Linked DNA regions of Mus musculus: all the other regions are linked to region 3. Evidence: chromatin contacts called from public ChIA-PET, HiChIP or PLAC-seq and promoter capture Hi-C data. All regions are on one chromosome and are shown on one strand. Each heading gives the region's core, a stretch centred on a gene start, on an enhancer-like site or on the middle of the called end of the contact. The rest is flanking DNA. Distances are from core to core; before and after follow the strand shown.

Region 1 (5,342 bases), core at 1,487-3,986, 790 kb after region 3:
AAGGGGGTGCAGGAGCAGTGAGTGTTCTTAACTCTGAGTGGCGCTGGAGTCCCCAGCTTCCTGCATGCCAGGTCAGCACTCTATACATGAGGCCCTCTCATGGTGGGGTGGGTGGGTGGTGGTGGGGGTAGAGCCCTTGGTTCTGTGCATTCTGGGCAATGACTTCACCACTAAGCTATGCCCCACCACAGAGTCACTGTGTCTCCACAGTGGTCTTGCTTTTATCTATGGAACACACTAGCTTTGGGGGTAGGTATCTTCTCTCTTAAGTACTTCTGGACTGAGAGGCCCTTACCTTGTGCCCATTCAGGAGGGTGTTCATGAGCCCAGAACTGGAGTCCTCTAGTGGGGAGGGAGGAAGGCAGGTCAGCCAGCACCCTCCCAGTCCAGAGGCCCCACCTGGACGGCCCCACATAAACCTTTATGCTTATGAGGGGAGTTTGGGCCCATTCACCTTTCCTTTTATTGTTGTTGGGTTTTTGTTTGTTTGTTTGTTTGTTTGGTTTTGGTTTTATGAGACAGGGTTTCTCTGTGTAGCCCTGGCTGTCCTGGAACTCACTCTGTAGACCAGGCTGGCCTCGAACTCAGAAATCCGCCTGCCTCTGCCTCCCGAGTGCTAGGATTAAAGGCGTGTGCCACCACGCCCGGCTTTTGTTTGTTTTTGAGACAGGGTTTCTCTGGGTAGCCCTGGCTGTCCTGGAACTCACTTTACAGACCAGACTGGTCTCAAAAGCAGAGATCCACCTGCCTCTGTCTCCCAAGTGCTGGAGTAAAGGTGTGCACCACTACTGCCTGGCTCACTCACCTTTTTTAATTTTGTTTTCTTGAATCTTCTCAGTGCAGACCTTGTAGGCCTCTGACTGCTGGTATGCCCACAGCTCCTTCAAGTACTGCTGTTTCTCCTTCTCTGCCTCATCCAGGTACCGCTAGGAGGGGGGCAGCATCCTCAAACTAGGGCCAGCCCAAACGAAGGTAGGCACACAGATGTGGCCAGAGCCAGGCCCCCAACTCCCCTCATACTGATGTATTCGTAACCCCTCCCTTGCCTCCCTTCCTCCCTCCAACCCACAGAGAGAGGGTCCCTTCTCCAGGACTACTGGACGTTCTCCACCTTGTTCTTTGGGCCTGGGTCTCTCACCGATGGGGCTTGCCCAGGGATCCTCCTGTTTCTGCCACCCCTTTCTCTGGTCTCTACCTGCTTCTCTGCCGGCTGCAGCTTGCTCCACTCGGCGCCCAACATCTTCGTGATCTCCGGGAATGGAAGGTCCGGGTGGCGGGTGCGAATCTGTTCCCGCCTCTCATTCAGGAAGCGAACATAGCCAGTGACGGGGGCCTTGGGCCCATTTGGGAGAATCTTCTTTCTTTTTTTGCCTTTGGGCCAGCCTCGCTTCTTCACTGGCTGCAGGAGGAGGCTGTGTCCTTGGGAGGGGCTCTGGGAAGTGTGGGTGGGGGTCTGGGGCATATGGGCGGGGCCTAGTCTAGTGGTAGGTCGGCAGATCAAGGGTCAGAACTCTAGAGAACCTACGGGTCCTGCACCAAGACAGCCTCCTAGGGGTGGGGCTGAAGCCACTGACAGGCTAGGCTGGGGTGTGGCCTCTTGCTAGGCAGTGGGAGGATCTTATAGTCTGGATTTGTGAGGTATGTGTTGCTGAGCCAGCGGCCGGCCAGGCTTTTCAGATGGGGACTCACCTCCTCCTCCTGGGGCCCCTTCTCTCCAGCTCGGGAACCCTCGCTGCGCTCCTGCTTGACAGCCACTACAAAGGCCCCGTGCTGGCCCGGAGTCTTGCCTCCCGCAGGTCTTGGGGACAATGGAAACCAGCGTCATCCATCAGTGCCAAAATCATTCCCCCATACCTACCCATCCCCTTCTTGTCATTGGAGATCACAGAAGTATGTGGGAGCACGCATGAGCCTGGAAAAAGGGGGTGGGGACCCAGAGTTTGAGGATCCAAGGATCACAGTAGGCCACTGGCGGGGTGGGGACGGAGGACGAGGTGAGTTGGTCCTGGGGCCTGGGAGGAAGATGAGATAGTGAGGAAGGCCATAGGGTGTCTTGGCAGTTCTACAGGGAGTACAGAAATCCCCGAAGGGTGACAGGACATGGTCAGAAGTTCCTGTAGTGGGGATAAGGTAGGTAGGGTATAGGGACAGGACAGGATCAGGGGTTCCCAAAACAGAGGTACACAGAGGTACCTGAGGATGAGACAGGGTATGTCCAGAGATCCCAGCGTGGACATGGTGTGTTTAGGGGTACCCGAGGGTGGATATAGGGAATGTTTAAGAGTTCCCAAGGATGCAGGACAGGACATGTCCAGGAGTACCCGGGGTGGAGACAGGGCATGACCCCTGGTACTCGAGATGGACACAAGGCATTTCCAGGGGTACCCGACGATGGGGACAGGGCTTATCCAGGGTCGGGACAGGCTGGGGGAGGCGCACTCACGCGGTGGCTGCGCCTGGCTGCCGGGGACCGTGGGACATGGCCACTCCGGGCGGGATCTGGAACAGAAGCCGGCAAAGGTCAGGGGGTCCTGCCTGCCACCTCGATGGGAACCGCAGGGCGATCCCCGGGGGGCCCGGACCGGGGAGGCGGATCCCGGGGCGGGGAGGTCCTCGGGCAGGAGGCCCCGCGATCCTTTGTTGCGAGATCGAGTCCCGGAGGCCGCGCCCCGCAGCCCCCGCCCCGCGCAGGCCCGGACTTCCCGGCTCTTTTCACCTCTGAAAAAACTTTCCCGGGACCTGAGACGCGGCGACGGTCCAACCAAGCGCCCGCGCCCGCTCCGCCCTCATGCTAATGAACCCAAGGATAGCGCTCTAATTGGCTGAGGCCTCCATGAGAGGTGGGGTCATGCAGATTAGTCTCGGCGCGCCGGGCGGTGGTTGGCTGAAGATCTGCGGAGCCGCGTGGGAGGTGCGTCGGCAGGTTGCGGGCGGGTGCGTCAAGTTCGGCTGCGCTCCGGCGCGCTCGGGACCAATCGGAGGCGACTGGCGGCGTGCTGTGGGGCGGAGCTCCTTAAAGGGCCAGTAGTCCCCATTCTGACCGGTGAGCTAGGGTGTGGAGATGGGGACCGGGGATATTCGGCAGAAGAGGCGTTTTTAGTAGGCTTCTAAGGAAGGAGTTAGGTTCCAAAGAGGCACCCCCCGCCCCTGCAGTACGGCCAGGTGTAGTTTTTCTTACTACGTTGAAAAAAAATGGGTCTGGTGAGATTGCACAGCACTTGAAGGTGCTCGCCACCTAGTGGACGACTTGCATTCGGAACCCACAAAGTGGAATGTGAGAATGGTTTTCCAGCAAGTTGTCCTCTGAACTCCACTGTGTGCTGTGCCATGTGCATCACACACAGACCTAAATCAATAAATGAACGTATGCTTTATAAACGGAGGACTGGGGAAATGACCACCAGGCACTGATTTCCCTTCCCGTGGAACCTTGATTTTACTCTCTGACCAAGGGGTACATTGAACCATAGGAGGAGTAACAGGCTGGGAGGCTGACACCTAGATCTGAGATAGAAGCTGGGCTAAGAGCATTTTCATTAAAAAAAAAAAAAAATCATTTTGAAGGTCAGTGCGGACTGACTCAGCAAGCCAAGGGGTTTACAGAGAAACCCAACAACTTGAATTTGATCCGCATTATCCAAATGGAAGAGACAGCACCACACATCTAGGTTGCCAAATGTGATTTTACTCCAGTCTTCTGTAACATCCCACAGTAAAAGAGAAACTGAGAGTTGGTTCTATGGTTAGGAGTGCCTGTTTCTTTTGCAGAGAACCTGGGTTCGATCCCCAGCACCCATTTGTCTGCTAAAAAGTATCTGTAACTGTCCCAGGAGACCTCTTTTTACCCTTTTGAGCATTAGGCAAGCAAACAGGCTTACATGCAGGGAAAATGCTCATAAACGTGAAATAATAGGTGTCAGATCTTGTTACAGATGATTGTGAACCACCATGTGGTTGCTGGGATTTGAACTCCGGACCTTTGGAAGAGCAGTCAGGTGCTCTTACCTACTGAGCCATCTCACCAGCCCAAATAAATCTTTTTAAAAACAAATGATTGAAGATATTGCTCAGTGGTTTAAATAAAACCTGCTGCTCTTCCAGTTCGATTCCTGGTAGCCACACTAAGGGCTGGGAGTGTGGTCAGAGTGGAGCCCCGCCCATAATTCCCCTGGAGGGGTTGGGGCAGGGTTAGGGTGTTTCCATCCCATCATGCACTGCGGTCGTGGGCTCAGTCCTCCCGTGCTGTTTGTAAACTGAAACTCTGTGATGGGGTAATGTTGGCCAGGTGACGCATTGTAATGATAGCATGTGTTTATGGGACCACACACATGCTTACACATGCAGCATGTGCTTATGTCTATCTTAATGGCAGGTGCAAGTGACGCCCCCCAAACTCAACAGGCTGGGGGATTCTGAGCCGCTCCTCTCAAGCAGGTGACAGTTCAGATAGAGCTTCTTAGATAAGGTTAGGCTTGATCAAACTTGGGCTTCCTGTTACAACAGAGATAGAAGAGCATTTGGGTAAAACAATGACAGGCGGCTGTGGGGACCCAGGCACAGGTCAAAGGTTTCTACAGGTGGTCCAGGAAGGGAGCAGCCTGACAGTTACCCTGAACAGAGTCTCAGCCTTCATCACTGGCTGTGAGCTTGGTGTGGGCTCACCTGCCTTTAATGCTACCACTAGGGAGACAGAAGCAGGGGATCTCTGTAAGTTCCAGTCCCCTGTGCTACATAGTGAAAGCCTCTCAGAGACAATTAAAAATAAATAAATAAATAAATAAGAAAGAAGCTGGGAGGTGATGGCACACGCCATTAGTCCCAGCCCTCCAGAGGAAAAGGCAGGTGAATCTCCGCGAGGTCAAGGCCAGCCTGCTCTACAGAGTTTCTCTGTATAGCCCTGGCTGTAGACCAGATTGGCCTCAAACTCAGAATCTGCCTGCCTCTGCCTCCCAAGTGCCAGAATTAAAGGCGTGTGCCACCACTGCCCGGTGTTTATGGTGTTTTTAACTCACCCTGGGAAGCACTAGGGACTGTGGGAAGAGTTGCTGATGAAGGGCTGTCATTTCAGACAGGTGTCTGTGCAGGTCAGGTTGCTGTGAAGGAATGAATGCGCAGCCCTATGGCCCTGAGGCTCAGATAACATGTATCAGCATGTCTGCTCTACAGTTCTTAGTTTTTGGTGGTGGAAATGGAACCTGGGACCTGAGACTGGTCAGGCTTTCTATCTCTGACCACCACGCCCCAGCCCTCTCTTTGGGGGGATACTAGGCAGAGCTTTACCTCTGACCAGGGCCACAGACCCTCACTGAGGAATTTTTAGGCAGGAACCCCACCCCTGAGCC
Region 2 (4,864 bases), core at 1,562-4,061, 540 kb after region 3:
ATTTCTGGAACTGGTGATAAGTCAGGACTCAGATACGGCTGGGAAAGGTCGCCAGCAAAGTGGTAAAACCAGGGAGCAGCGGGCAAGGTGTGAGGTGCCCTGTGAGCCCAGCCATAAAACCTCCTGTGAAGGGCTAGACAATGGGATCAGCACCCTACCCTCGGGGTACATATGGAACCCACATCCACCACATCCACAGAGCTGAACAGAGACAAATACACCTCTGACAGCCTTTTTGTTCTCAGACTAGGTCAGAGCCACAAAACACAACCAAAGCATAGCCAGAGGTCTTCATCAAGGAGCAGTGAGAACCAGTGAACTTCAAAGGGATCACAGAACCCGTGGCTTATTAATATTGTCATGATTATTGTTATTATTTAGTACTAGGAGTTAAGCCCAGGGCTTCCTGGAGCTCCACCCCTGGCCAGGCCCCTAGACCCTCACTGGGGGATTCTAGGCAGAGGCTCCACCTCTGGTCATGTCCCCAGCCTCTCACTGGGGATCCTAGGAGGCCCTGTATACTTTTGGCTGCTGCTGTTTTGGTATAGGGTTTCAGTACACAGCCCCACCTGGCCGTAACTGGTTATGTAGACAAAGTTGGCTTTGAATTCCTAGAGATCTTTCAGCCTTTACCGCCTGATCTGGGTCCTAAAGGCATGGGCCACCACACCTGCTGACTTGGGCTGAGACAGGTCTTTCTTGACCAGTGCTGCCCTTGTCTGCTCTCATGAAGACATGGCCTTTGAGCCCATGAAGTTCTTGCTTCTATTCCTCAATTCTCTGGGATGTGAGGGTCCTTCCTAGTTACAAGCTCAGATAAACCGTGACCATTGCACCCTGCCCACTGTGGGCAGAAGTCAAATCCCGAAACACAGGACATGCCCAGCGCAGAGGGGAATAACTCCACAGGTGTGCACTGCTGTAAAAGTTCCTGCAGTTGCACCTCGCAGACAGTGCGTTTATTATGTCCCATTGCGGGTCAATAAAGATTACATGGAGCTGAAGTGGAATAAGGGCATGTTCCCGGGGACTGCTGGAAAACAAGGCAGAGCTCGAGACCCCAGACATATCTGAAGTGCAAGCATCCAGTGAGCAGGGCAGGATACTCCTGACAAATGAACGGACAACTGGGATCGGCAAGAGGGTCAGCGGGCAGAGGAGCTTGCACCCAAGCCTGAGGCCCTGAGTTCAATCCTTTCTACAGAGTAGAAAGAGAGGGAAGGCCCCTGCCTAGATCTGCTCCATGTGCAGCTGGTGGACAAGGATTTTCGATTGGGAAACCGCTGTGGTGACATTTATGGTGTTTTGAGGCCCGGACTTCTGTCTGCAATGATGCATGAAGGCAGATGTAAACCAGGTCTCTCCCCAGCTTCTCCTTAGCAGCTGGCCTGGGAACAATCCACAGACTTATAAAACAGTAACTGAGCGGGGCAGGCTCCACTGGGCAGAACACTCACCTGGGTTCCACTACCAGCCGCAGAAAGTGGTCCCTTGTTGGGCTACACCCCAGTCCTTGGTTGTTTTCTGAGACAGAAAATGAGACTCTTTTCTGTCTCAGAAAACAACCAAGGACTGCTCTTCCAGAGGTGTTGAGTTTAATTCCCAGCAACCACATGGTGGCTCGCAACCATCTGTAATGAGATCAGATGACCTCTTCTAGTGTGTGTTTGAAGACAGCTACAGTGTACTCATACATAAATAAGTAAATAAACCTTAAAAAAATAAAATGGTTTGTTCTCACAAAATTGTAACAAAAAAATACATTCTCAAAGTCATTGAACTGAATAAAGGCTGTAGCCAGGTGAAAGCCTGCTTGCCTCCCTGGTGGGTTTCATCTTTACCATCTGAGAGGTAAAAAAACGCGGAGAACTTCCTTGTGAGATGCTGTCACTCAGAACAAACTTCATGGCCACCGTGGGCTGCAGAGCAAGACCCTGCAAGTCTGATTTCCATGTGCCTGCTCAAGAGCCCAGAGCAGGGGTTTTACTATGTATCTGTACACTCTGAATTCCAAGAGTGTGACCCTGGACAAAGAACCAGCCCTGAGTGGTATGTCTACACAATGGAATGCTATTTGGCCAGGAAAAGGACGAGAGCCCTGCCATCCAAACCATTGTGGATGGACCTTGAGGGCAAAGGAAAAACAAGCCAGACATAAGTGACCCTAACCACAAGAAGTGTTCGGATTCACACACTGAAATGGTGACCGTCAGGGATGGGGACCAAGGGAATTTATGTATTACCCATACCCGAGCTTCAATGAAGGGCCGTGAGAAAGGTCTGTAGGGCTATGGGATTGTTGCAGAACAGTAAAACACTAGGGGTTGGGACTGGAGGATTGCAGGGAGTGGAGGTGAAGCCTGGACAACACAGTAACTTCGAGAACAGTGTGGGTGGGGTACTGAGGCTCTGTCTCAAAATAAAAACAAAAACAAACAAGCAACAAAACAAACAGCAGGAAGTAGGGCTCAGTGGGTAGCGCTCTCGCCTATAGGACACGGGGCCGCAGCAAAGCAGGAAGCAGGTAAGGTAGCTCAGGCCTACGGTCCCAGCGGCCAAATCTAGGAAAATATATGAAACTAAACAAGTCTGAGTCGACTGATGCTGGCAGGTCTGTCTCCTCGCGGTCCTGCCGTGTGTAACCCCACCCGCGTTTGAGACGCACACGCAGCCGACCCCGGGAAGCTGATCGTACAGACAGACGACTGCACCGCCGCAAACATTAAACACAGCGTCCGCCTCTGCCCTTCTACAGTAGGCCGGGGAGCCACCTCGCGCATGCGCCTCGGTTGAGGGCGGGACCTCGCAGAAAAAGATCTCGCGAGAGCTCGGCCTGCGAGCTTGTGGCCGCCCCCTGTTCCCCGACCTCCCGGCTGCGCTGCAGCGTCAGCTTCACTCGGCCTCGGCGTCGGTCTGCTCGCCCCGGCGCTCCGGGCTCGTCCGCCTTCCACCTTCTGCCCGGCCTAGGCCGCAGCCCCGGGCCCGCGTCGCGCCGCCCCCTATGGGCCCCGGCTGAGGCGTCGCCGCTGGCCGTGGAGCCCCGATGCTGGCCCGGAGGAAGCCGGTGTTACCGGCACTCACTATCAACCCTACCATCGCCGAGGGCCCGTCCCCCACCAGCGAGGGCGCCTCTGAGTGAGTAGGCGGGGCGTGTGAGGACAGGGGCGGGCCTCGGCGTGAAGGGGGCGTGACCACAAGTGGGGGTGTGGTCTGAAGGGATAGCAGCGCCCGGGAGGACAGGGGCTGGTCCTGAGAATGGTGTGGATGGAGGTGAGAGGGGCGTGGAGTTCGAGGGCTGGAACAAAGCCTGGTTGGGGGTCCGGGCATGGAGGGGGTTGTGGGGGGGGGGGTGGAGGCAGGGCCAGTTGGGTGAGTCACGTGGTGTGTCAGCTTGGCCCGGGGAAAGGGGCGTGGTCTAAGGTGAGTGGCCTGTGAGCTTAGAGGGCCGTGGCCTTTGAGGACTAGAACAAAAGCCTGGTTGGGGTCGGGGCCAGAGCAGTGAGGCTGGTGGTCTTATCAGGTTGGCCAGATGGGAGAGGGGCGTGGCCCAAGGGGAGAGCCCTGAGTCCTGTGAGCGTAGAGGGGCGGGGCCTCGGCCGGAACTTGGCTTTAGAAAAGTTGGTCTGGAGAGTAGCAGTGCCTGAGGCAGGGTAGGGATGGGGACAAGGTGCAGGGATCTGAGAGAATGGCTTTGGGAAAATCTCTGCTGTTGAAGGGGAAACAGGGGGCAAAGGGGGCGGCGTGGGTACAAGAGGGGGGCAGGTCCTGCAGGTGTTGGGACCAAGAAAGGGGAGCTAGAGAGAGGTATGACTTGGAGTAAGGAGAGGGGCCTGAAGAGAGGCAGGGCAATTGGAGACCCAAGAAAGAAGACGTCCTGAAGGTGGCCAGGAGAATCAGGGGAGCAGTGAGGCTTTCCGGGTGTGTGTGTGTGAGGTGTGGTATGGTTAGAGGAACAGAGGCCGTGCGGGGTAGCCTAGCCTAGCGCTTAAGACTGGGTACCAGGTGAGTGGAGCAGTTGAAGGCATGACTTGTCTGAGGAGGCAAGGCTGGCCTTGCAGGGGCAGAGGGAAGGAACCTGTTGGAAGAAGCAAGGGGAGGTGCAGGGGAGAGCCTGGCTTGGGGAGTACATGGTGACCTAGTGGAAAGTGGACAGTGCCCTTGGAGATGGGTGTGGGGGTAACAGACTCACTATGATGGGGTGGGATGAGCGATGCAGTTGGGTACAAAGCCTTCCTGAAAAAGGGTCAAGTAAGGACGATTGATCAAATAAGGTTAGGGATAAGGTTTTTTTGGGAGGAGAAGGGGAAGGCTGGTCTTCCTGAAGGGAAAAGAGGGGTGTCCCAGGTGAGGACAGCCTAAGAATCCTTGAGTGATACCAGACCAGGGAGGCCTCTGTCAGGAAAGACTCGGTGAGACACCCCTTTGTGGGCATATCAGCATGATGGAAGTGCCTCAGTCTGAAGGCAGCTGTTGAGGACCCCAGAGTGCATAAAGATGGCCTGGGGTGTGGTGTTCCAGGAAAGAATGGGGAGAAGGCTTTCCAGTGTGGAACTTATAGTAATGGCATGAGGGGGACCTGAGGCGTTGGGTGAAGTGCCTAAGAGACTGAAGCCCATGATGAAAAATGTCAGAGAAGGGGGTGCTAGGTCTTGGAGGTTGAATCCTGCTAGCCAAAGCTAATGGCTTAAAACACCCACTGGGAGACATGGGAGGGCTTAGGTGCTTCCCAGCAGCTAAGGACAAGATAAAGGGGCAGCCAGAAGGTGCTGAGTGCTTCAAGGGCTACATACAGTACAGCCTGGGGTCCTGTAAGGGCGACTGGTGCATTCTCATGCTAGCAGGCTCATGGGATGTGTGTGCAAGA
Region 3 (4,848 bases), core at 519-3,018:
AGAGGGCAGAGGCAGGAAGATCACCTCAAGTTCGAGGCCAGCCTGGGCTACACAGTGAACCTATCTATCCATTTAAATGCTCGATATATATATATATGTATATATATATATACACACACACACACACATATATATATACCATTATTTAAATAAAAGACAACAGCTTGAGAGAGAGTGGTCTAAAATAAACCTGGGACCTGGGGGTGGAGTCAGTGGTGAAGTTCACCAAGCCATTTCTAAGGAACAGAGGCCACCAGAGGGGACTAAACGGTACTCTAGTCAACAATGCCCTGTCTCTCTTTTAGAGATGACCACATATGTAACCCAGGCTGGCCTTAAACTCAAAGAGATTCACCTGCCTCTACCTCCTAAATGCTGAAATTAAAGGCATGCACCACCATACCTGGGTGCCATGCCACTTTTTAAAGGTTTTTGTTTTTAATTTCATCCACATGAGAGTTTGCCTGGGTGATTGCATTTGCACCACACATGGCTGGTGCCTTGGAACTGGGTTTACAAACCAGCCATGTGGCTGCTGGTAACCCAATCCAGGGCCTCTGCAACAGTAGCAAGCGTGGCCCCCACCCCTCAGACAGGGACTCACTGGCTATGGATTTCTGGAACAAGGCTTCCTATATAGACCAGGCTGGACTCAAACTCAGAGGTCCACCCGGCAATGCCTCTAGAGAAACGGGACTAAAAGTGTGCACGCAGCAGGCCCAGCCCAAAACAGAAAGTGCTCTTAAATCGGAGCCATCTCTCTAGGCTCTCCAATGTCTTCTTTAAATGCAATTGGAATCCTAAGGGTCCGGTTAGGGCCATCCCAGAACCTAGGAGGTTGCAGCTTCAGGGTCCTGGGTCCAAAACTAGCCTGGCCTACAACAGTAAAAACAAACAAAAGACAAATAACAAAACCTTAATGTCTTTTCTCTAATACAATACTTCCTACACACTGCCTGATCCCTGAGGCCTTCTTCAAAATGTCATCACACTAATTGCGACATGCTCCCTGCCAAGCTCAAAGTCCACACCCGTTCAAGGCAAGGGGGTTTTCCGCTCGACAAACAGCAGGTGCCCCTATGGCCTTGTGCATCCAACTACTGGAGACAGTGGGGGGGGGGGGGGGACTCATCCCAGGAAACTGTCGCGTTCGTAAACAAGGTATGCCACAAGCGCACAGGGTGGCGTGCGTGGTGACGGGAGGGAATGATATATCGTTCGGAACAAGGTGGACAGAATAAGAACCGGAGGAGTTGCACCAAGTCCCCTAGCTTGGGGACGGGGATGCACGGTCTCTCGCTCCGTCGTGACCGTCTTTATGCTTTAATGACCAGAGAGGTCTAGACATTTGCACAGCATCGCGATGGCAGCTAGGAGAGGGACAGCAATCTGACAGTGCGCGGTCTGGCTGAGCAAGGGAAACATGTAGCACGGGCGGGCTGTGGGACCCAGGGCGGTCCTATGGGCTTTACCTGATGCAGGAGATGCTGCGCCGCCGCTACCGGGAGCGCCGGGACCCCGAGCTCCGCGGTGCCGGAAGTGGCAGTAGGGCCGCCGGCAAGGCCCCCCGGGAGCTCCCGCCCAGTATGGGCAGTCGATGGAGCGGAAGAAGCCGGTAGAACGTAGCATGGTCCGTTCCGCAGCGGGGCCCCGGCCCGGAGATACCCGGGACCCCGGGACCCCTCCTCACACTCGCCCCGGAGGCTTCCGCTCGCGCTTTTCGGACCCCGCCGACGCCGCCATCTTGCCCCGAGGCCCCCAGAGGCCCCCGGGACGCTGTCGCTAGGGACGCCGGGAAGGGCTGACTGAAGTGCGCCTGCTTACAATGTCGTCTCCCGCGGAACTGTAGCCGTCGGAAGACCCGAAGCTTAGGACAAGAGAAGCTTTAAAGAACGCGTGATTATATGCTTCTGGTCCTGAGAACCTTCCGGCACCGGACTTTCGCGGGTGCAGCTTCGCAATCTTGAGCCTCAAGCCCCTGAGAAGCCTGGGCTGTCCAGAGTGCGCCTGGCTGGAAATGCACCGCGAGTCTCCGCTGTAATCTTTGGCTATATAAGGCCGTCGTGCGCCCCCCGGAGGACGAGGAGAGCTTCACGGCCAGGGTTTTTGTTTGATTTAGGATTTACTTTCTAATTCTATGTATGTGCAACATGAGTGTTTCTGATTCTCGCTGAAGTCAGAAAAGGGCTTTGGATACCCAGAAATTGGAGCTACTCATGGTTATGAACGGTCATGTGAGTACTGGGAACCGAACCCAAGTCTCCAATTGCTGTAAGTGCTCTTCACCACTGAGCCAACTCTCTAGCCAGGGTCTTAATTGGCTGAGGTGCCTATCCTGAGAAACCTACCTAATTGATGCTCAAATAGTCACCTAACCACGAGGGGTATCAGTGGGGCATTTCTTTTTTCTTTTTGCCGTGCCTAGATACATACACTAGACAAGGGCACTCCAACTAAGCTACACTCTGGAAATATATTTGATTTTTTTTTTTTTGTTTTTTTGTTTTTTTGTTTTTGCTTTGTTCTGGGGTGTTTGGAGGGAGGCGACACTGTGCACCCGCATGCAGAGGTTAGAGGAGCATACAGCTTCCCACCCCTTTGTTTAGTCTTCCATTTTCTTTCCTTTAAGACAGGCTTCTTCACTGAAGTACTTCAGCTGGGCAGGCTGGCTAGCAAGCTCCCAGCATCTGCTTGCCTCCACCCCAAAGCCTAGGGTGGCACTCACCTGGTCATACCCAGCTTTAAATGGGTGCTGGGGATTAGAACTCAGGTCCTGAGACCTGTGCACAGCTTTCTAACCCACTGAGCCCTCTCCCCAACCGCTTTTCTGTTTTGCTTTTGATTGAGGTAAGGTCTCATGTAACACAGACTGGATGGACTTGCCCATTACACAGTGCTGGAGATGAAACGCAAAGCCTTGTGCTTGCTAGACAGTTACTCCAGTCACTGAGCAACATCCCCAGAACCCCTCTTTCTGTTTGTCTGGACAGGGTCTGGCACTGTAGCCTAGACTGATCTTGGACTTCTGACAGTTTTCCTAAATGCTAAGATTACAGGCCTGAGTCACCATGGCCGCCTGCTTTTTAAATTTTTAATCAATTTATTTGGTGTTTATTTTAAAAGATTCTCCTTCTGCACTCCAGGCTCATCTCATTTTCAAATCTATAAAATCCATCTGCCTCAGCCTCTGGGATCCTAGGATTACAGACTTGAGCCAACACATGCAATTTTGGAAGGGTATTCTACCAGCATTTAACAATTCTCACAGAGAGAAGTCACCTGGATAAGCACTGGTGCATGACGAACATATGACATAGGCCCTGGGTTATTACACAGCCTCAAAAGCAATTCTGGTGGTGTACACCTATAGTCTCAGTCCAGTGGAGGTCGAGGTGGGAGCACACCTGTAATCTCAGTACAGTGGAGACAGAGGTGGGAACACACCTATAGTCTCAGTACAGTGGAGACAGAGGTGGGAACACACCTATAGTCTCAGTACAGTGGAAATAGAGGTGAGAGATTGACTCAGATCATTCTCAGTTACACAGAGAACTCAGGGCCAACCTGGGTTACCTGGAAACTGGTATTTTAAAATAAATAAAAGCTGGTTTTGTTTTGTTTTTCTGGGGTTTTTTTTGTTTGTTTGTTTTGTTTTGTTTTTTCAAGACAGGGTTTCTCTGTATCACCCTGGCTGTCCTGGAACTCACTCTAGACCAGGCTGGCCTCGAACTCAGAAACCTGCCTGCCTCTGCCTCCCAAGTGCTGGGATTAAAGGCGTGTGCTACCACACCTGGCTTGTTTGTTTTTCTGAGACACAGTTTCTCTGTGTGGCCCTAGATATCCTGGAACTCACTCTGTAGACCAGGCTGGCCTAAACCTCACAAAGACCTGCCTGCCTCTGCCTCTTGTGTGACAGGACTGTAGTCGTGCCACACCACCACCCACCAATAAAGATGTTTTTCAACATCTCTGGACTCCCTCAGCTTCCCACTCCCCAGGACATTGTTGGAATCACTGGAGCCAGAGCGTCAGATTGGGAGCTATGGAGATGGATGGTGGAAGCTGAAGCATAGCCTTCGAATGAGCTTCATGGTGCTGAGCTATACATGGAAATGAGGTTTAAGTGCACTTTCATATTCTGTGTGCCTTTATACAACTATTATCAACAACTGAAGGGGGCGGTGACAGGGCAGCTGTAATTTGGGGTCCAAAAGCAGGAGCTGTAGGTGACCCCAAGGCAGGGTCCCTCTATAGAAATACAGTCAGCCTAGCAGCAGGGCACCAAGATCAGCAAGAGGTGTTCCAGATGTGGCCTTTTCCCAACAAAGTTATTTGGCAAAGAGCCTGAAACAGTACAGAGATTGCTTCTCACGCACGGTAGAAGAGCAAAGGGAGCCGACCCAGGCATGGTTACTTCTCAGTACTGTCACATATAACTCAGCCTCTGCGAATATAGTTATCAGGATAATGTATGTCTCATCTCCGACCTCTGTCAGACCAGAGGTCCAGAGCTGGTGTCCCGGCAAGACAACCTGCAGCACAGCACCTGTCTGCTCACTCACCCGGGAGTTCGAAAGAAAGATCCAAATCTTTCTGCATCTGGCGCTGTTGTCCAACTCATCACTGCTGAATGATGGTGGCTTGACATGTGTTTTCCTTTTCTTGGCCTTGAACTCAACCATCTTACCTGGCCTCCTGAGTAGCTGAGAATGACAGACCCCCTAGGCTATTATGTTTGGGGTTTTGTTGGTTTTTTATCGGTAGGCTGCTGTGAACATTCTAAGCAGTGAAAATGATGTTGAACCTCTGATCCTTGTGGCTCCACCTCCCCAGCCCTGCCGTGCCCAC
Region 4 (4,962 bases), core at 1,231-3,730, 620 kb after region 3:
TGGGGAGGACGGCAGGGTGCTGACCATTGTTCCCACAGTGCATCATTGAGGAGTCTGGAGAACATATTATTGCTGGCGCCGGTGAGCTGCACCTGGAGATCTGCCTTAAGGACCTGGAGGAGGACCATGCCTGCATCCCCATCAAGGTGGGCACCAGAATGGGCGTCTCATCCTTCTGCCTATGTGCCTGAGGTGCTGCACCATGTGCTGAGGGTTCTATGCAGGCCCCCTGGAAGCCCTGTAGTGTTGACAGTTGTGGTCTGTTTCCCTTTCACAGAAATCTGACCCTGTTGTGTCATATCGGGAGACAGTCAGTGAGGAATCCAACGTGCTGTGTCTGTCCAAGTCCCCCAATAAGCACAACCGGCTGTACATGAAGGCCAGGCCCTTCCCTGATGGCCTGGCAGAGGACATCGATAAGGGTGAGGTGTCTGCCCGCCAGGAGCTCAAGGCACGTGCCCGCTACCTGGCCGAAAAGTATGAGTGGGACGTTGCTGAAGCCCGCAAGATCTGGTGCTTTGGCCCTGATGGCACTGGCCCCAACATTCTCACCGACATCACCAAGGGTGTGCAGTACCTGAATGAGATCAAGGACAGTGTGGTGGCTGGCTTCCAGTGGGCTACTAAGGAGGTAAGTGACTCAGCATTGGTGACCCTGTGTTCTGAGGGGCTGCTGGTGTCTAACTTCCAGCTCTTCACAGGGCGCTCTCTGTGAGGAAAACATGCGTGGTGTGCGGTTTGATGTTCATGATGTGACCCTGCATGCTGATGCCATTCACCGGGGAGGTGGCCAGATCATCCCCACAGCACGCCGCTGCCTGTATGCCAGTGTGCTGACCGCACAGCCCCGCCTCATGGAGCCTATCTATCTGGTGGAGATCCAGGTAACTTGTGTATCTTAGGTGGTGTCTGTCTATCCTCCTGCCTCTGCCCACTGCTCACCATGTTCTCTCTTTTTCCTCGAAGTGTCCTGAGCAAGTGGTGGGTGGCATCTACGGTGTCCTGAACAGGAAGCGTGGCCATGTGTTTGAGGAGTCCCAGGTGGCTGGTACCCCCATGTTTGTGGTCAAGGCATACCTGCCTGTCAATGAGTCCTTTGGTGAGTGTCTGGTCCCTGGGGTTTGCAGATAACCTGCAAGGCCTGTGTAATATAGCTGCGGGGTGCAGAACAGAAGCAGATTTCTGTCATCACGGCCAGCTTGCTTAAGGGTGCCAGGAAAGACAGAGCTACAAACTACACAGAGAAACCAAAACAAAGGACCCAGGAATCCCTCCTGGGAGGGGTGGCAAGACAGCTAAGCATGTCCCCCCCCCACCCCACCCCCCCAGGGAAGTCACCTGAGTCTCCTGTCTTCTGTCTAGGCTTCACCGCTGATCTGCGATCCAACACCGGCGGCCAGGCCTTCCCCCAGTGCGTGTTTGACCACTGGCAGATCCTGCCTGGGGATCCTTTTGACAACAGCAGCCGCCCCAGCCAAGTGGTAGCTGAGACGCGCAAGCGCAAGGGCCTGAAAGAGGGCATCCCAGCGCTGGACAACTTCCTGGACAAACTGTAGGCAGCCTGATACTGCCACATGCTGCACAGTGCCCACCCATCAGAAGACACCTTGAGACTGTCCCACAGTGCTCCTCTAGAGGCTGCTGGGGCCACCCTGACATCACTCAGCACTCACTTGCTACCAATTCTATTTATTTCGGAATTACAAGATAGCGGGAATCTCTCTGCAGGCTGGACTGGCAGGCTGTGGGGTGGGCGGGACACGGCTCTTAACATTTTCAGAGGGAAACGCGCAGATGTCCAAAAGTCTAAATAAATGCATTCAGAGGTTTTTGGGGTCCATGGCCAAGTGGAGTTCCCCCAGAGGGGGAGGTGGGGTAAGTGCCTCCAGGAAGGCAGGCAGCCTGCCTTAGACTTGCAGCCCGGCTGTGGGAATGAATCATTGGAGTAATAAACTACAGTGGTTGATCCACATGTGCTCGCAACTCTGTTTTGTACAGCGCACGCTTTCCTGGTTTTCAGGGTATCTGGCTACCCTTAGGTGGCCTGCGGTGATTCACACATAACACACACACTGCACCCCGTGCGACAGAATGGGTTTTATTGTGAGTTCACAGTACTGCCTCAGTCCATTCCACAAACTTGAATCACTCCATAGACCTGCACATCAGGGGTTTGGTCTGCGCATACCCGGCTCCAGGTTATTGGCTTTCAGCCTCTCGCGTTAGCCAATCATCAGCCAGGAGCCCAATAATGATGTGCTCCACAAGGGCGGTGTCGAGCCTTCCTGTGAATCTGTCAGGCTGGCCAATGAGCACTGGACTCTCGCCTAGCCTTGGGTGATGACGTCACTAGTCAACGTCCGCTTCCGCTGAGAGGTCAGATGCTAACCAATGAGCGTGTGCATTCAATTTCCGGTTAAAGTCGTAGTCCAATGAGCGCTGGTTTTCGGGTTTTGCGGAGGTGTGCCCCTGCGCTGTCAGCGCATGCGTAGATGCCGTCTCAGGATTTGTACCGGAGGTTCTCGCGGGGGCCTCGCTGGCACCGGGCGGGGACTCGATGGCTGAGGACGGTACGAATGGGCCGGGTCCGGGACGTTGTGTTGGGACCCAAGGGACACGCGACGAGGGCGGGAGCGAGGGGAGGGAACCCGCGAGGGGCATGGCTTTCTCCAATCTCGAGGGGTGGACCTCTAGGAATAGCAACACTGCTGCGCATGTGTCAGGTTTCCGGCGACACCCCTGAGTTCCGGGGTGCTGGTGGGCATGATTGACAGGTGAGGAAGCTAGGTAGGAATTTCAAGAGCCGGACGCTATGGAAGTGTTTCGAGTAGAGAACCCCACGCTGACTTGGAACTCTGTTTAATCCTCCAGCCTCAGCCTCTTGAGTGCTAGGGTAAAGGGCACCTGACACTGTATTGTGTTTTATAGTTTTGTACATATATATATATATATATATATATATATATATATATATACTGCTTGAGAGATGTTGTTCCGCTTCTTTTAGTTATATCTATGCTTGTTTCTGAGAGGGGTGTCACAGTGCCCGCAGGTACCTGAGGTTCCTGAAGAGAGCGTTAGAGGTCATCAGGCCTGGGAGTTAGAGATACTAGTGAGCACTGGAAACTGAACTTGGAGACTGTGCAAGTACAGCACCCACTCTTACCGTCTCAGCCATCTCTCCAGTCACTTGAGCTGGTCTCATGGAACTCAGGCTGGCTTGTAACTCACCAAGTATTTGAGTATGCTCTTGAACTCGTAGCCGTGCAGCCCTCCGCTCCCCAGTGTGGGGTGTCAGGTTTGCTCTACCATGACCAAATTGTGGGTAGAGGCTGTAGATGACCAAAGAAAATCTGGGGCAGGGGCATTGTGTGTCACATATGCTGGGGAAGCCTCTTGGGAGAAGTCGGATCCGTGATAAACATTTCCTGTTTCCTCTGTCCCTCCAGCTCCTGTGTCCCCAGAATCCTTCAGAAGGCCAGCCGCCATGTCCACATTCAGGCAAGAGGATGTTGAGGACCATTATGAGATGGGAGAGGAGCTTGGCAGGTGAGTGGCGTGGGAGGTGGGTGCCCTTCCTCTCCTCAGTGTCTTGAAGCAGTGGCCACAGAGTTTTCTGGTGGTACCACGCCAGACTTCAGGTTCCCAGATGACAGGGAACCTGAGTTCCTTTTCTCTCGTGTCCTCTGTGGAGAGAGACACAGAGACCTGTAGCTGCTGCCCCTGAGCCGGGGACAGTGCCTCGGAGCATTGTCTGCTATGGGATTGTTCTCAGCTCGGTTTCTTCTTTTCCCCCATGAGACAGAGTCTTACTATGTACTCCTGGCTGGTCTGGAACTTGCTCATCACAGAGATCCTCCTGCCTCTGCTTCCCAAGTGCTGGAGCTAAAGGATTGCACCACCACCCTGGCCTTGGCTGATTTTGATTTTGGTTTTTTAAAGGCAGGCTCTCATGTCCCCCAGATTGGCCTTGAACTTCTTTTATGTAATTACTATATTTTGTGTGCATATGTGTCTTAGTCACAGCACAGCTTCCTGGAGTCTGTGCTCTCCTCTCCCATGCGAGCCAGTTCCAGGGACTGAGCTCAGGGAGTCCTTGGCAGCCCTGGGTGATGTCCCACCACACTGCACAGGCTGTTTTACGACTTGCTGGGTCTGCCTTTCTTGAGTTCTGTACATGGATGCTTTTATACTGGTGTCTCCCCAGTGCCGGGATGGTTCAGGACACCGTTTTCTGTTTGGTGTTTCTTGAGAAAGCCAGATTCTCTTTCTAGGCTAGCTCTCATGCCTGTCCGTGCTTTGGAGCCCCCTCCCTCTTCCCCCTCCCACCTCCTCATGCCAGGCCCTTCCTCTTTCTAAGGGGCTTCAGACCTTATTTGGTGAGTTCTGGGCCAGCCTTCTGGGGGCATCAAGGCCCGCCCTATGATGTCATCCCCATGGAATGTAAATAACCTTCCCAGTACTAGGCAGGCTGAGGAGGAGTTTTCCTGCCTAGGGACCCTGAACCACTTCCTTCTGGAGTTCCCCACCCCAGCCCCCACCCCTGAGAACCTCCCGGCTGCCATCCCAGTAGGGCTTCAGCGATGTTCCTGTCATGTGCTGGTCACATCTATGAGCCTACTGCTAGGGAAGTAGGGACATCTCGTGCCAGGGATGTGAGACTCAGACTGAAACATAAGATGGGACACTGGAGAGGCGGCTCAGTGATTACAGCACCAGCTGCTCTTGCAGAAGTCCTAGGTTCGATTCCCAGCAACCACATGGAGGCTCACAACCACCTGTGACTCCAGCTCCAGGAGTCTGACACTCCCACTGGTCTCTGTGAGCAAAACTTGTAAAAACACAGAAAGAAACACAGAGGCCTTCTCACATACCACACACCAACTCACCCTGACAGGTAAGTATGGACAATTTAGCCCTTACGTAGTCAACACTCTGAGGGTGGGTCCAGGATCCTGAGCT

The links. Promoter capture Hi-C pulls out the DNA fragments that hold promoters and counts their contacts. ChIA-PET counts read pairs in DNA pulled down with a chosen protein or histone mark. HiChIP or PLAC-seq counts read pairs in DNA pulled down with a chosen protein or histone mark.
Region 1: a contact with region 3 is called in a promoter capture Hi-C map of erythroid cells, with 6 times the contacts expected there. The contact joins the promoter of Hmg20b here to the promoter of Rexo1 in region 3. A contact is called at or near these places in 2 of 39 promoter capture datasets (erythroid cells and liver).
Region 2: a contact with region 3 is called in an RNA polymerase II ChIA-PET map of memory CD8 T cells, with 56 read pairs. The contact joins the promoter of Map2k2 here to the promoter of Rexo1 in region 3. A contact is called at or near these places in 3 of 39 promoter capture datasets (embryonic stem cells, liver and pre-B cells), 1 of 484 Hi-C or Micro-C datasets (embryonic stem cells), 4 of 115 datasets of contacts at active chromatin or transcription factors (bone marrow-derived macrophages, cardiomyocytes, embryonic hindbrain and 1 more) and 2 of 9 other capture datasets (macrophages and pancreatic islet).
Region 4: a contact with region 3 is called in a FOXA1 HiChIP or PLAC-seq map of pancreatic cancer cells. The contact joins the promoter of Dapk3 here to the promoter of Rexo1 in region 3. A contact is called at or near these places in 3 of 39 promoter capture datasets (liver, neutrophils and pre-B cells) and 1 of 115 datasets of contacts at active chromatin or transcription factors (pancreatic cancer cells).

The regions. Positions count from the first base shown.
Region 1 is chr10:81,347,691-81,353,032 of GRCm38.p6, forward strand. It overlaps Hmg20b (high mobility group 20B), which reads right to left and starts at 2,737. Exons shown (of 9, transcript NM_010440.3): 1 at 2,444-2,737; 2 at 1,690-1,798; 3 at 1,196-1,399; 4 at 806-926; 5 at 296-342. The coding sequence starts at 2,481.
Region 2 is chr10:81,103,104-81,107,967 of GRCm38.p6, forward strand. Map2k2 (mitogen-activated protein kinase kinase 2) reads left to right here and starts at 2,812. Exons shown (of 11, transcript NM_001347144.1): 1 at 2,812-3,135. The coding sequence starts at 3,044. It overlaps Mir5615-1 (microRNA 5615-1), which reads right to left and starts at 1,570; the gene lies at 1,511-1,570. It overlaps Mir5615-2 (microRNA 5615-2), which reads left to right and starts at 1,513; the gene lies at 1,513-1,572.
Region 3 is chr10:80,559,792-80,564,639 of GRCm38.p6, forward strand. Rexo1 (REX1, RNA exonuclease 1) reads right to left here and starts at 1,769. Exons shown (of 15, transcript NM_025852.3): 1 at 1,473-1,769. The coding sequence starts at 1,629.
Region 4 is chr10:81,180,527-81,185,488 of GRCm38.p6, forward strand. It overlaps Dapk3 (death-associated protein kinase 3), which reads left to right and starts at 2,481. Exons shown (of 9, transcript NM_001190474.1): 1 at 2,481-2,570; 2 at 3,450-3,549. The coding sequence starts at 2,558. It overlaps Eef2 (eukaryotic translation elongation factor 2), which reads left to right. Exons shown (of 14, transcript NM_007907.2): 10 at 39-146; 11 at 278-631; 12 at 702-884; 13 at 967-1,099; 14 at 1,363-1,983. The coding sequence ends at 1,556.